2 separate regions of the Bos taurus genome follow, and region 2 is linked to region 1. A link is a contact called in public Hi-C data. All regions are on one chromosome and are shown on one strand. Each heading gives the region's core, a stretch centred on a gene start, on an enhancer-like site or on the middle of the called end of the contact. The rest is flanking DNA. Distances are from core to core; before and after follow the strand shown.

Region 1 (7,219 bases), core at 1,403-3,902:
GCTGGAGACTGAGTTCTATAAAAGCTCTTGAACTAGAGATTCAGAGAGCTTCTGGACTGGTGAACTTGGCATCCACTTGCTGGGAGGGTGGCACACCCTAACTCCACAGACAGAAGCTTCCAACTCAGGACCCTTTCGGACCTCGCCCTATGTATCTTTCTATCTGGCTGTTCATCTATATCTTTTATAATAAATCAGTAAAAGTAAGTAGTGTTTTCTTGAGTTCTGTGAGCCATTCTAGCAAATTTTAGAACCTGAAAAGGGGGTGGTCACCCAGAAATCTAGTTGATCAGCCACAGGTACGGGTTCCCCAGGGCCTGAGACCAGCATGGGGCAGTCTGGTGGGCTGAGCCCTGTAATTTGTGAGATTCAAGCCCATCACTCTTTGATCTATTTCTCTGCTATTGAAGAAACTCCCTACTTTTTAATTCCTCTTCACATGGAGACTTCATATCTTGAGACACTTTAGTCATCTGACTCTTCTGAGATTGAAATATATATTATTTGCAAGTGAACAGAATTATATGCAGCATTATGGATGCTGATGTTTGATACAAGCAGGATTATATTTTTCAGTGTATTCCACTTTCTCCTTGATGATGACCAGCAATTATACTGACTTTTATGATCATAAAAAGACATTGGACTGATATCTTTAGGGGTGAGTTAACAATAACTTTTATACCTTTTTTCAGCATATTTGAAATAACAGACCTTATTAAATATTCACAGGTATAAATACATGTAGTAAAATATTGACTCAAAAATATAGTGTGAAATATATATCCAATTGATATTATCCTCTTAAAAGTAGCCTTAGGGACTTTTAAGGTCAAGCTATCATTGTTCATTATATTTTAGAACTTTCATTTTTTGAAGCTACTTTAAACTTTTAATTTATTCTTTGAATATCCTCAATAATGTCTGGTCTTCAAGAAGGTGAATATAATTTTTGGAAACATCAAAGGTCATTGGGAACCAAGTCTGATTTGCATTATTGATGATCAAATTAGGCAGTACTTTGGGGTCAAAATACTTTGTCTACAAAATGGTGAGCATGAATTCCTTATTTAAATGACCTGGATTTGAAAACAATACAAAGAGTAATTTCAAAGGATTTTTCAGAATTTAATGCCATTGTAAAAATAGTCAGATTTTTTAGAGATGAGTATTTAAAAGTAAGAAGTACAGTCACCCTTTCTTTTCTGTCAAAAGACTCCTTTCAAGAGGCTTGTGCCAACAGGGGTGTGAGTTGGCAAAGTGACTTTCCGGTCACTTTGCGGATGTATCAGTTCCCATTTCTGACTCTTGTCACGTCAGAGCTTCTACTTATCCTAATATTGTGCAGAATAAGTTCAACCAGATCTTGATATCTCTGGGTATAGTTTGTGTCTTGGTTCACCATGAGCGCTCAGCATCCTGGTCATTCTTCCTCCGAACTTCTTTTATTTTTTTAATTTTGTTTTTATACTGTGGCACCCGGAGTCTCATTGCGTCCTGCAGGATCTTTTGTTGTGGCACACCGACTTTCTAGTTGTGGCACTCGGGCTCTCTAGTTGTGTCGCGTGGGCTTCAGAGCGTGTGGGCTCAGCGGTTGGCAGCGCACGGGCTTAGTTGCTCTGTGGCATGGATGCTCTTAGTTCCCCATCCAGGGATTGAACCTGTATTTCCTGCATTGCAAGGTGGACTCTCAACCACTGGGCCACCAGGGAAGCTCCCCTGCTTCCTTTTCATGAGGGAGGTAATTCTTTGAAAATCCTCCAAACTGCTCAGAGAAGGAGTGTTTTTAGATTTCTGAGGCATCCTTTGGTGGGACTGTCGGTTTGTTATCACTGCCGCTGTCTCAGTCATGGGCATTGCAGTGACCCGACTAATGAAAGCCAGCTTGTTTCCCAAGTCTCACTGAACCCCTCCCATCGCCTGCCAGTTTGGAAGGGATGGGTTTGGCTCCTAAGCCCTTATTAGCACTTTTTATAGGCACGGCATTAATTCAGAAAGGACAGTGAAATTCTGACGTATAAAACTGTGGTACCATGATGCCAAGCTGCACTGATGCTGAAGTGCAGGTATCCAGATACCATACTTTAAAAAAAATTAATTATTTGGCCACACCAGGTCTTTGTTGCAGCATGTGGAATAGTTAATTGTGGCGTGTGGGATCTAGTTCCCCACCATCGATTGAACCTGGGGCTCCTGCCTTGGGAGCATGGAGTCTTAACCTCTGGTCCACCAGGGAGGTCCTTCAGATCCCTTTCTGAATGACTATAACTAATGTCTGTGACTCTCCTAGCACAGTGGTTGGCTCACAGATAAGTGCTCAAAAAGTAGTGTCTGCTGTTGTGGTGATGATGTTCACCTATGAAATTAAAATGTTGAGTTGTCTTTTTTTGCTACACCATCCTGGGCATTTCCTTTAAACACCCAATGCATCAGCCGGATGTTATTTCCTCTTAGAGGAGCCTTGCTGCCTTTCCCCAGGATGGCGGTGCTCACTCAGAGGAATCTGACCCTTTGTACCGATCCCACCGAGCCCAGGCCTCCTTCCCAGCCAGCTGTCAAAAGGTTCCTGGTGGCTGTCCACCACCCTTGAAGAACTGCCTGTTGGCAGTGAAGGGGTATGCATTTCATTCCACAGTTCGGTGTTTCATCCCGGGTGTCTTTTGACCTGCAGGGGTCGATTCAGTACCAGGAAGCCACACACATCTCTCCTGGAACATTGTGTATCCACTCTTTTTGGATCTAAGACCTTTGACCTGCTGACTACAAAAGCAGCTTTTCCTCGGGAATCACATTATCCCTGTTAGAAAGCAGGAAGGAAAAAGAGAAACAAAGCCTTGTGGGGGCCTCTGCTTTAATAACATTCATTTCCTTTTCTCTCTTTGTTTCTAAACTTATTTCTGTTCCATGTCAGTGTCACGTAATTGACATGTATATTTCCCTCTTTTGTTTGTTTTTTCTTCCCCAGAAAGATTTAATGATGCTTTTGCGAATCCTCTCTCTCCTTGACTGAGGTGAAGGGAAGCCCATTTCCCAGTCTTTGTGGACTTTTTCTTTTTTCATTAAAAAAGAAAGTGAGTCATATGGGGCTTTTAGGTACTACGTCAGACCCTCCTCAGTGCCAGACAGTGAGAATGCTGCATCCTCCCTACAGTACAGAAAGGGGAATCAAGGAACTTATTGATTAAAAACTTCTGTCTGATTGCCACAAATGCTATAGAGATTTCTGCCTCTGCTTTAGTTTATTTCACATATTGGGGAAATCCTGCTTGTTGCTTTTTTTTTTTTTTCCTTTTCTTTTCTTTTAACTGATAGGGCAATGTTTTTACTGAGTAGAGATGGCTTGCCAAGAAAGTATACATTCCCAAACACATCGATATTTTTTTTTCTTTTATCCATTCAAAGGATGAATTAGGCCTAAGAGAGTCACTGATATGCAAGCCTGTATTATGCTATGTACTAAGTCACTTCAGTCGTGTCTGACTCCTTGAGACCCCATGGACCTGAGACCCCAAGGAGCCTGATGGGCTCCTCTGTCCATGGGATTCTCCAGGCAAGAATACTGGAGTCGGTTGCCATTTCCTCCTCCAGGGGATCTTCCCAAGCCAGGGGTCAAACCTGAGTCTCCTGCAGCTCCTGCGTTTCAGGCAGATTCTTTAGCACTAGCTCCACCTGGGAAGCTCAAGCCTGTATTGTAGTTGTATGTTTTTATTTGTTGTTTTAGTTGCAAAGTCGTATGTGACTCTTGAGACCCTGTGGACTGTACCCCGCCAGGCTCCTCTGTCCATGGGATTCTCCAGGCAAGTATCCTGGAATGGGTTGCTATTTCCTTCTCCAATTATAGTTGTATAGTCTGATGCTTCGTTTTCACTTAATTTCTTTAATTTCCCCAGGATGCACCTGCTGACCTAGTGAGACCACTCTCCTTTCTACATGAAAACATACCATGCTTAATGCTGCTTCTGTGCTTTGACTCATATTTTTCCTCTCCTTTGTTTTATTCTTCATTTCCCCCGCTGTGTTTCTCCACCTGCCTTCTAAAATTCTGTGCCTTTACATATACTATTTCTTCTGCCTGAAGCACTCTTTCCACCATCCTGAGTTGCTCTCCCCTAAACCTGCTCTAGTGTCTTTGGTTGCTGCTGCTGCTGCTGCTAAGTCACTTCAGTCGTGTCCGACTCTGTGCGACCACTTAGACGGCAGCCCACCAGGCTCCCCCATCCCTGGGATTCTCCAGGCAAGAACACTGGAGTGGGTTGCCATTTCCTTCTCCAATGCATGAAAGTGAAAAGTCAAAGTGAAGTCACTCAGTCGTGTCCGACTCTTAGCAACCCCATGGACTGCAGCCCACCAGGCTCCTCCATCCATGGGATTTTGCAGGCAAGAGTACTGGAGTGGGGTGCCGTTGTCTTTGGTTGCAGGAAACATCAACTCATCAAACGGGTATAACGTAAAGGGGAACTTTTATGGAATGATAAACGGACAGGAGGAACATGGACCATAAAGAAGCTCGGGTGAATTTAGGGCTGGAAGAGCTATGCAGCTTTGTGAGCAGCTGGAATCGGGGCCTGAGGAGCCTCTGGAACTAAAGCAAATAACTCCTCTATCTCACCCTCTCCTTGTGCTACATGGTTGCTTCCTCCGAGTCTAAAGCAGAGTTTTCAACCTTGTCATAATTGACATTTTGAGCCAGATAATACTTTTTTTTTTGGCAGAGCTGTGCTGTGCACTGTGGGGTTGAAGCAGCACCTTTAACTTGTCTACCAGATGCTGAAAAAAGTACTCTGACTGCGATGGCAGAATGTGTCTCTAGCCGTTGCAGATGGCCCCTGATGGCTCATATTGTCCCTGGTTGAGAACCATTGGTCTCCCTGGAACTGCGATCTTCCTTTCCCGGTTCTTAGCTCCTCTGGGTATACTCATGGCAGAGGATGGCTCTCCAGCCTAACTCAGCACCTTCCAGCTCCAGCCTGACTCAGTCACTTCATTTTCCCATTGGAGAAGAAGGGAAGTCGCTCATTCGTGTCAGACTCTTTGCGACCCCATGGACTGTATGTAGCCTGCCAGGCTCCTCCGTCCGTGGGATTTTCCAGGCAAGAATGCATGGCCTGTTCAAACGATGTAGAATTGGTTCAGCCTTTGGTTGGCTCTTGGGGATCAGGTGTGGACTCCTGGTTTGGTGAGCTAGGCCAGGGGTTCAGATCGTAGAGCACTGACATGGCTGCAGGCCCCCTTCCCCAGGGCCTGCTCTTGGATCATTCTGAATGATGGAGCTGAATTCCCTTGAAGCTGAGCTGGACAAAACTTCTAAAATATTTTATTAAAACATTGCCTTTTTAAAATTTTTATTTTATATTGGAGTTTAGTTGATTTACAGTGTTGTGTTAGTTTCAGATGTATAGCAAAGTGATTCAGTTTTACAGGTTTTCCGATTCTTTTCTCATTTAGGTTATTACAGAATATTGACTAGAGTTCACAGTGCTATAGAGGTAGGTCCCTGTTGATTATCTGTTTCATATACAGTAGTGTGCTTCTGTTAACCCCAAACTCCTGATTTATCCCTTCTTATACCATTCCCCAGAGAAGGCAATGGCACCCCACTCCAGTACTCTTGCCTGGAAAACCCCATGGACGGAGGAGCCTGGTGGGCTGCAGTCCATGGGGTCGCTAAGTCAGACACGACTGAGCAACTTCACTTTCACTTTTCACTTTCATGCATTGGAGAGGGAAATGGCAACCCACTGCAGTGTTCTTGCCTGGAGAACCCCAGGGACGGGGGAGCCTGGTAGGCTGCCGTCTATGGGGTCGCACAGAGTCGGACACGACTGAAGTGACTTAGCAGCAGCAGCAGCAGCATACCATTCCCCTATGGTAACCATAAGTTTGTTTTTGAAGTCTGTGAGTCTGTTTTATAAAACAGTTTTTTTTTAATCTTTTTTTAGATTCCACATATAAGTGATATTATATTTGTTTTTCTCTGTCTGACTTCGTGTGATAACCTCTAGGTGCATCTATGTTACTACAAATGGCAGGCTTTCATTGTTTTTTTTCAACTGAGTAATAGTTCTTAAACATGGAGCATTAAACATGATTGAACGTATGTAAACATGAAAGAAATGTATGTAATTTGTAGAGATGGTGCAGTGCTTAAGACCACAGTCCTCGAAGCCATACTGTTTGGGTTCACTTCCAGTGCGCCACATGCTGGCTGATGCTTGGACAGACTGATTTCTCTCTGCCTCAGTTTCCTCATCTAGAGAACGGCAGTAGTAATAATAATAAGAACAACAACAATAATAGTTCATACTAGTATATCATTTCCCACATGTGCCAGGCACTATGCTAAGTGTGTTAATTGAATTAACTAAATTGTCACAACTATGAGTTGAAACCTTTAAGACTGTCCCATCCAGAAAGGTAAATAAAAACCATGAGTGTTTAGATCTAGCAATGAAATGAGTACACTGTTAATGTATGGAAATTTTTCAGTTTTCACAGCTTTTTGGAATTCTATGCTTATATATCCGTCCCATTTTATAGAAGAGGAAACAGATTCAGAGAGACTTAGTAATTTAACCACAGTTACAGAGCTAAAAGTGCAGAAGACAAGATTTGGATTCAGATCAAGGACTCTCTCTTAAGCTTGGTGTTATAATACTTTATATATCAGAGGGCTGTTGTGAGTATTAAATGAGTTAACGCGTAAAGAAACACTAAGATCAGGTGTGGCATATACTGCATGTTATTTAAGCATTATTATTGTGATTTTTCTTCACTCCTAGGGATCACTGAGTTTATTCTCATAATGGTTAACAGTGCAGTGGTGCATTCAGGGTCCATAAACCAGTGCTTCCCAACCTCTCTCATGGATCCAGACCTCAAAAATCATGATCTTCTTAGCCACACTTGGGAAAACCATGAGACTGTTTCTGGCCTGGGCCCTTCCCAGTCCAAGGTTCTGCCCAGCTGAGGGATCCTATTATGGACTGAATGTACCCCCTCACATTCACATATGGAAGCTCTAACCACCATGGAGATGGGACTTCTAAGTAAATAATTAAGGCTAAGTGAAGTCATAAAGGTGGGGCCCTTTCTAATAGGATTAGTGTCCTCATAGGAAGAGACACCAGAGAGCTCCTCCCACATTCCTCTATTTCTGGCCAAACACCCCCTACACCCACCTGCCAAGGAAGGCCATGTGAGAACACAGCAAGAAGGCAGC
Region 2 (7,219 bases), core at 1,636-4,135, 45 kb before region 1:
GTAGGCTGCATCTCCAGGCCAAAAGAGCAAAGGTAGTGCCCAGCTCACAAAGGGGAGGAAGAAGCTAACGGAGGGGGCTGGAGCACAGCTATAGATGGTCACTGAGGGACCAGAGCAGCTCAGCACATCAGCAAAAGGTTACTTGACTAATAAAACTTAAAAACTGTGAAATATTAATACTGGTTAAGACTTTTTGCACACTTAACTATGTGCAGGGCATGACAACCAACACATTCTATGGGTTATTCCAGCTTGACTCTCACAAGGACTCAATGGCTGAGGTTTAATGATCAGTTCCTCACTTGCCAGAGGACAGATGAGAGTCTGACTAGAATTTGGAAAGGGTGAAATATGTGGGTTCACCTCCTCACCAAAATCCTGGCCTCTAGGCACTGCTGTCCAACAGAACTTCCTGTGATGAAGGAACTGTCTGATATACTGTCCAGTACGGTACTAGCTACATATTGGTATAGAGCGTGAAATGTGATTGCTGCAATGGACTAGCAACAAGAAACAAACACAAAAAACTTGAATTTTGATTAAAATTTAAATGTAAATAACTACATTTAGGGCTTCCCTGATGGCTCAATGGTAAAGAAGCCACCTGCTAATGTGGGAGATGAAAGGTTCCATCCCTGGTCCAGGAAGATCCCCTGGAGAAGAAAATGGCGACTCACTCCAATATTCTTGCCTGGGACATCCCACAGACAGAGGAGCCTGGTGGAGTCCATGGGGAGTCCATAGGGTCTCAAACTTAGCAAGTAAACAACAAAGCCACATTTCATAGCCATTTTGGACTGCACAGACACAGAACATTTCCACCATTACAGAAAATTCTATTGGATAGCACTCTTTAAGAGAAATGCTGCATTTTCCCCCTTCTTTCCTCATTAGATTCCAAGGCAAGGAGAGGGGTCTGTCCCCCTCCTTCCCAGTTCCTCTGGCCTCACGGAAAAGAGATTCCTTTCCTCTTTCCATCTTCTCCAACTCCACCTCCACACCACCCACCCCTTGGAACCATCCTTGCATGGGAGCTGGGTGGGGGGGACCCTGAAGGGGGAGGCAGATGGGAGTGACCTTCTCTATCAGCACCATCATCAATAATCCACCAAGACTCACCTCTCAAAAGATGAAAATCATTCTGTCAGAGACAGGATCAGCCGAGCTAAACCTGAACAAGCAAACACAACCAACCAACACTTCATGACATAAATAAAAGAACTGTCCTTGGCTTTTCTAGGGCCTCTATGACAAATGATGTAGATGGAGGAAAGCCTGTGAGGTTTCTTCCTCTTCTTCAAAACTTTTAAAAACAACTGGTTACCCTACATTATTGAAGTGGAAAATGGGGCTTCTCAGCCTCCCAAAGCAATGTTTAACTAAAAAAAGTATTTTTCTGAACCAAAAAGTACTCCAGCCTTTAACCAAAAGAGCTTCACAGTTGAAAGCTCAGGGCTCCCCGCAACCTCAACATTTTAAGTCCATACGCAATGCTAATGAATTCTTTTACAAGTTCTATTTGCAAATTCTGCTGCATTTTTTGTTTGCTAGTTTTGCGGGCCTGTGGAATGGAACTCCTTCTCCCAGTATTGGAAGGGGAGTCTTAACCACTGGATCACCAAGGACGTCCCTCTATAGTGTGCCTTAAAGGTATCTTCACTGCCTTTACTTTCAGGTAACTTAGATCTTTATTTTACAAGTGACAAGAGCTCATCCAGATTTATAAAGAACAGGAAACTGCGGAGAGGGGAAGAAACAAAACAGCCAGATGTACAAGAGGAAGGACTTTGGCGGTCTATTTTTAAAAATACCCTAAGGTATTGTGTGGCCACTGCATCACAACTTTCTAGTCCCCTTCTCAAATTTTCCAAAAAGTCGGATTCATTGTGAAACTCTGAAGTACCACCGACTAAATCACCTAGGGATTCTTGTTACAAGTGGCTCTGGGGTTGGGCCTGCAATTCTGCATTTCTAGCAAGGTCCCAGATGACACTGATGCTATGGAGTAGCAAGCATGTAGACCCCAAGAAGTTGGAATCGGACCTCCTCAGTTCAGAGACTTCGCTCCTGACAAAAAGTGGACTTTACAGGAAGGTCCCTGGGGCAGCTCTTTAGGCCCGTGGGACAGCCGACTTTACAGCGACGTTGGCGGAGGGGGCGAACCTTAGCACGAGCAACAGCAGTAATTTTTTACTGGGGTGTGTTACATACCGGGCTCCTGCGCCTCATTCATTTTGTCCTCTCATCAAGCACAGGAAGTGGACACTATTATCCTCGTTTTACAGGTGGAGATACTGAGCTCTGAGATTTAAGTAACTTGCCTACGGTCATGGCTTTTCGAGAGAGTTGAATCTAGGTCCTCCAACTCGAAGAAACAGCGCTTTAAACACGTCGGAGCCTCAGTTTTCTGTGCTGTGAAATGGACGGGCTGCACGGGCAGAGATCCCTGCCGCGTTCACCTCTGGGAGTCCTTGGATTCCTGAAGCAGAGCTTGCTCTTTGACCCTGCAGGGGAAAGTTCTTTTTGAGAATACCGAGCCCCCTCTGCCTGCCTACTAGGTCAGGAGCAAGGCACCGCCGTTCCCGGGGAGGGTCGGGCAGTCCGGAGCGAGGTGGCTCGGGTCACAGCGGGCAGGTCCATTACATAACCGCGAGGCGGCCCCTCACCCCTCGCCAAGCCGCGGCCGGTAGAGCGGATCCCTGGATAAATCCCATTCACCCGCCGGCCAGAGTCCACGGCGGAGCTGGGGGCGTTGAACTCCCGGGTGCATTTCGGAGGCTGGGCGCGGGGATTTTCCCTGCCACGCTCTCCGCCCCCCGCGCTGCCCGTGGGGCCCCCGCCCCAGCCCCGCCGGCGCCTCCACCCCGTCCGCTCCCCGCCCCTCGGGAGCGCGGACCACGGCGCCTGGGGCCCGGGAAGGGGCCACCGCGCGGGGACGCGGCACGGTGGGTGCACCCCGGGGGCATGTCCGCACGCCACCGCCCGGGCTGCAGCGGTCCACGCGAGGTGAGCCAGAGGAGCGGCCGGGAGGAGAGGGGGATCTGCACTAACTGGGCGGGCTGCGGAGGGCTGGAGGCTGGCCCACCGGGCTGCCGGGGCGCAGTCTCCCGCCGATCGCTCTGGCACCAGGATCCCCAGCGTACCGGCCCGGGAGCCCACTGGCACACCCTCTGTCCGCTCTCAGGACGCGGTGGCTCAGGTGATCCGGGCATCCTTCGCGGCCGGGCGGCAGGCTCTAGGGCTGGGCTGGGTGGAGGTGGCAGAGGGCGCTCCCTTGGCTGCCCCGCGACGCACCGGGAGCCCGCCACCATAGCTTGGTCCCTCGGAGCGCCCGTTGTGTTGGGGAAAGACACATGCCCACCTGCCCCGGCGGTGCTGGGCCGGTGCTCGGGCAGGTTCTGGGCAGGCGGCTGGACAGGGAGCGGCTTTGATCCTCACCTCCTGTGATTTCCAAATGCCGACTTCTCGTGCAGGAGAGATCGCGCAAGGTTCCTTCTGGATTCTGTACCTAACGTATCTTATTTATTTCGGATCTTCCCTTCCCTCAGGTGATAATGTTTACTTAATTTCCATTGGCTTAATTTCTTAGTTGCTTCTTGTCCTCAAAATCAGTGATACCAGTAGTGCAGACTCAGGGAAAAGTGCTTGAAGCAAAATTTGAGAGCAGGGTTCCAGTAAGTCCTGAGGCTATTTGGTTAGCCTTTGGCTTTCACCACTCAGCATTCATTCTGAATCTCTTGGTAAATTTTTTTTTTTTTTTTTTGTAATAAGTCAGTTGGGACCTACTAGGGCACTGGTTCAATCCTTCCATTCTGGAGGGACTCTAATTAGTTTAACTTACCTTTTCTTTGCTGAGAGTTGGGCACTCTGGTGGCTGCAGTCAGCTTAACCCAGAAGCAGAGTCTTCAGACCCTCCATATTTAGAAACACTCATCAGGTGTTTGGAGATCACTAGCTTTTAAAATCAACTGCCTCGCCATAAACCTCATGTCAAACTAGGCAAATGGTGTCTGACCCTCCCAGAAGTAGTAATTAAATGACTGGATTTGGTCACTTATAATCACAGGATCTTGGAAATTGTTCAGGTTTTTAGAGATCGTCTGGTCAGACTCTTCACCAGACAGCCTGGGAAGCTCAGATTCCTGTTGCCAAGGATTGGTTAAGTTCATTGGTGACTGAGGCAGTACCAGAATCCAGGCCCTCTCCTTCCAACTCAGTTCAGTTTTCAAACCATATTACTTTCAGGCATTTAGAACAAAATTAATGATTAGAGTCATCTGATCATGTCATTTTCCTGTTATTATTTTTTGTCCATCTTTTTTTTTTTTTTCATCTTTTTGTTTTTAAACTGGTGGGATTCTGAAATAGTTGAGAGGTCTATCAAACCGCCTTTTAGGATAATTTTAAAAAATACAAACCCTTAATTTTAAATAATACATCTTAAATGCATGTATTTAAATAATAATATGAAGATGAATATGCAGGTACATTACAGGTAAACCACCAGGAGAAGAAAAGTAATCAAAACTACAGATGGATAAAATGTATCCTCATCTGTCTTTGGAGTCTCTTTGGGTTCTTACCTTCCTGTGCTGATCATTGGTTAGAATTCAGAGTGTGATTTGTGACTTTGGAGCTGGCTTGGGAAAAGTGGCTTATATGAGGACAGTTTGTGTGTTGTGATTAACATGATGACCTATAACAGTGCTCAGAGAAAGGAATTTTTAAAGAGACTTATTTAGCATTTGGGGCTCCCCAGATGGCTTAGTGGTAAAGAATCTGCCTGCCAGTGCAGGAGACTTGGGTTGATTCCTGGATTGGGAGGATACTGGCAGAGGAAATGGCAACCCACTCCAGTATTCTTACCTGGGAAATCTCATGGCTAGAGGAGCCTGGTGGGCTACAGTCCTTGGAGTCTGAAAAAGTCAACACGACTTAGGGACTGAACACACACATTTAGCATTTCCGCGTTACATTACACATTTTTTATGTTTTTCAGTTTACTTTAATAGGTATTTATTGAGTGCCTACTATGTGCCCAGTGATGTTATGGTCACTCAAGGTATATCAGTGAATAAAACAAAGAACTTTGGTCTTATGAACCTTAGGTTACAATTTATTTATTAGAATTTTTCCAGGATTGTTTGGCAGATGGAAGAGAATTTCAGTTTTGACTAAAACAGGCAGATATCTCCAGGCAAGAATACTGGAGTGGGTTGCCGTTTCCTTTTCCAGGGAATCTTCCCAACCCAGGTATCGAACTCACTTCTCCTGCATTGGCAGGCAGATTCTTTACCATAGGGAAATGAACACAAATATTCCAAATTATCTACCTTCCAATCCCATAATTCTGCTGATTTTATAATCAGTGTGAAAATAAATACAGAAACAAATTCAGGTAAAGTTACTTTGACTTTTATGAACTGATGTACGTGAACTCTACATGACTGGAAATTCCCACACTTGGTTACTTTATGTGTGTTCATTCAGAGTCCCTGAAATGACACTTCCTTTAGTGCAAGGACATCACTGTGGTGACATTAAACTTAATGAAGCATGAGAGGATTCGTTTTCTCAATGATGTTGGTGCCCTGATGTCAGTGTTGTGGACTATAATTGTATTAGTTTTAAGATGTAGCTTCTTATTTATTTATGAAGGTAAGTGTTGTGCTTTGATTTTCTCTGTTTGCGTTGTCGCCTGCTCCCCTCCATGTTAATAGGCAGCACAGTGTTGTGACTTATTGCTAAACCTGTTACCACAGAGGTTTTTCTTTTTAATCAGACGTTGCCGTTTTAAGCATTTCCTCATCTTCTCAATTGCTTTTTCTTCAGAATGGCATGGTTTGCAAGCTCAGGCATGTTTGTTGTTTTTAACAAAGGCTTATCAAAATGAAGTTGGCAGTCTTTCGGGCATATATAGCCAAAAAAAAGTATTCAATACAGCTTTGGGGGTTGTTTATGCATTCCTTACCTAACCAATGGCTTTGCTTTTAAATATCGCCAATTTGGAAACGATGTTCTTCTGAGTCCCTTTTTGTACGATTTCTAAAAACCCATTCAAGTTGTATGATAATTTAATTTAGAGAAACTAAATCCACACTTGAAGACATTGGGCAGTTTTGAGTACAAAGATTTTTGTCTCTGTTTTTAATTTGTTCTTCATCAAAGGGCATCAGAAAGTGTCATTATCTAACAATGTCCTGTTTGAAAGTGATCTCTGTTAAACACTTGGAGGAGAGTCATGACGCCTGACAGCTGCTAGGTACCCAGGGGCAGTTGATTTTCTCCTTTGCCTACCACTATGCCCCCGTCAGATTCTTACCTACCCCCCACCACCCCATGTACATTGAAGAAAGAGATGTGTTGCTCTGTAGCCAGGTAAGAAGTTACACACCTTTAATTAATTATTTAATCAATGTATTCATTCATTATTTACTTTACAAATATTTATTGAACTTCTTATTACAGATTTGTTCAAAGATTATGTCCTGCATCCCTTGTTTCCTGTGCCGGTGGCTGTAGGGGATATAAAAACATACTACTTGCCTCTGAAGCAGTCTATGGTCTCATATGTAAGAAAAGATATTGTGTAACTAGCTATATGGCTTCCCTGATGTCTTGGTGGTAAAGAATCCTCTGCCAGTGTAGGAGACTCAGGTTTGATCCCTGGGTCAGGAAGATTCCCTGGAGGAATGCATGACAACCTACTCCAGTATTCTTGCCTGGGAAATCCCATGCACAGAGGAGCCTGGTGGGCTACAGCCCATGGAGTCACAAAAGAATCAGACACAACTTAGGGAATAAAACAACTAGCAACAGAATACCGGTTATAACGACCATAAGAGATAGATAACTGTTTTAGAAATTAAAAGGAAGGTGAGAGAGCAGGTAGGCACTATGAGGAGTCAAGGCTTAGGAGGAGGACATGTTTGAGCTGATCCTTAAAAGATAAGTAGGATGGTAAAGTTTTTATTGAGGGAGCAGGGTATACCTATCTCAATGGGAGCCCATCTTTGCTTCTTCTGAAGACTTAGACGTGCGGAAGACTTCCTTTTGGGACAGTTGAAGTTATGTTGTGTTATCTAATAGACACAGATCACCTCTACACCTCTACATACACACCGCTTCATCCTAGGTAATGGAGTACCCATCAACACTAATGCACCTGATGGTGTTAACTGTTGCTCTCCTTTCCCTCTGAAAAAGGAACCCGTTGTTG

What was found. A called contact is a pair of places that touch in the nucleus more often than the background predicts.
Region 2: a Hi-C map of skeletal muscle shows a contact between it and region 1, with 2.8 times the contacts expected there. The contact joins the promoter of SLC16A12 here to the enhancer-like site in region 1. A contact is called at or near these places in 2 of 11 Hi-C or Micro-C datasets (liver and skeletal muscle).

What each region holds. Positions count from the first base shown.
Region 1 is chr26:11,156,219-11,163,437 of ARS-UCD2.0, reverse strand. All of the region lies in intron 1 of SLC16A12 (solute carrier family 16 member 12), which reads left to right. Among named protein-coding and RNA genes, the nearest start is that of SLC16A12, 46 kb to the left of the region's middle. Within about 2 kb of position 2,652, at least 4 of the 102 cell types and tissues checked have an H3K27ac peak or open chromatin away from gene starts, as enhancers often do. A contact at or near this core is called in liver and skeletal muscle, where this site is marked.
Region 2 is chr26:11,201,879-11,209,097 of ARS-UCD2.0, reverse strand. It overlaps SLC16A12 (solute carrier family 16 member 12), which reads left to right and starts at 2,885. Exons shown (of 7, transcript XM_024985891.2): 1 at 2,885-3,006. LOC100847358 (a long non-coding RNA gene) reads right to left here and starts at 4,130. Exons shown (of 4, transcript XR_009492956.1): 1 at 3,842-4,130; 2 at 2,212-2,504.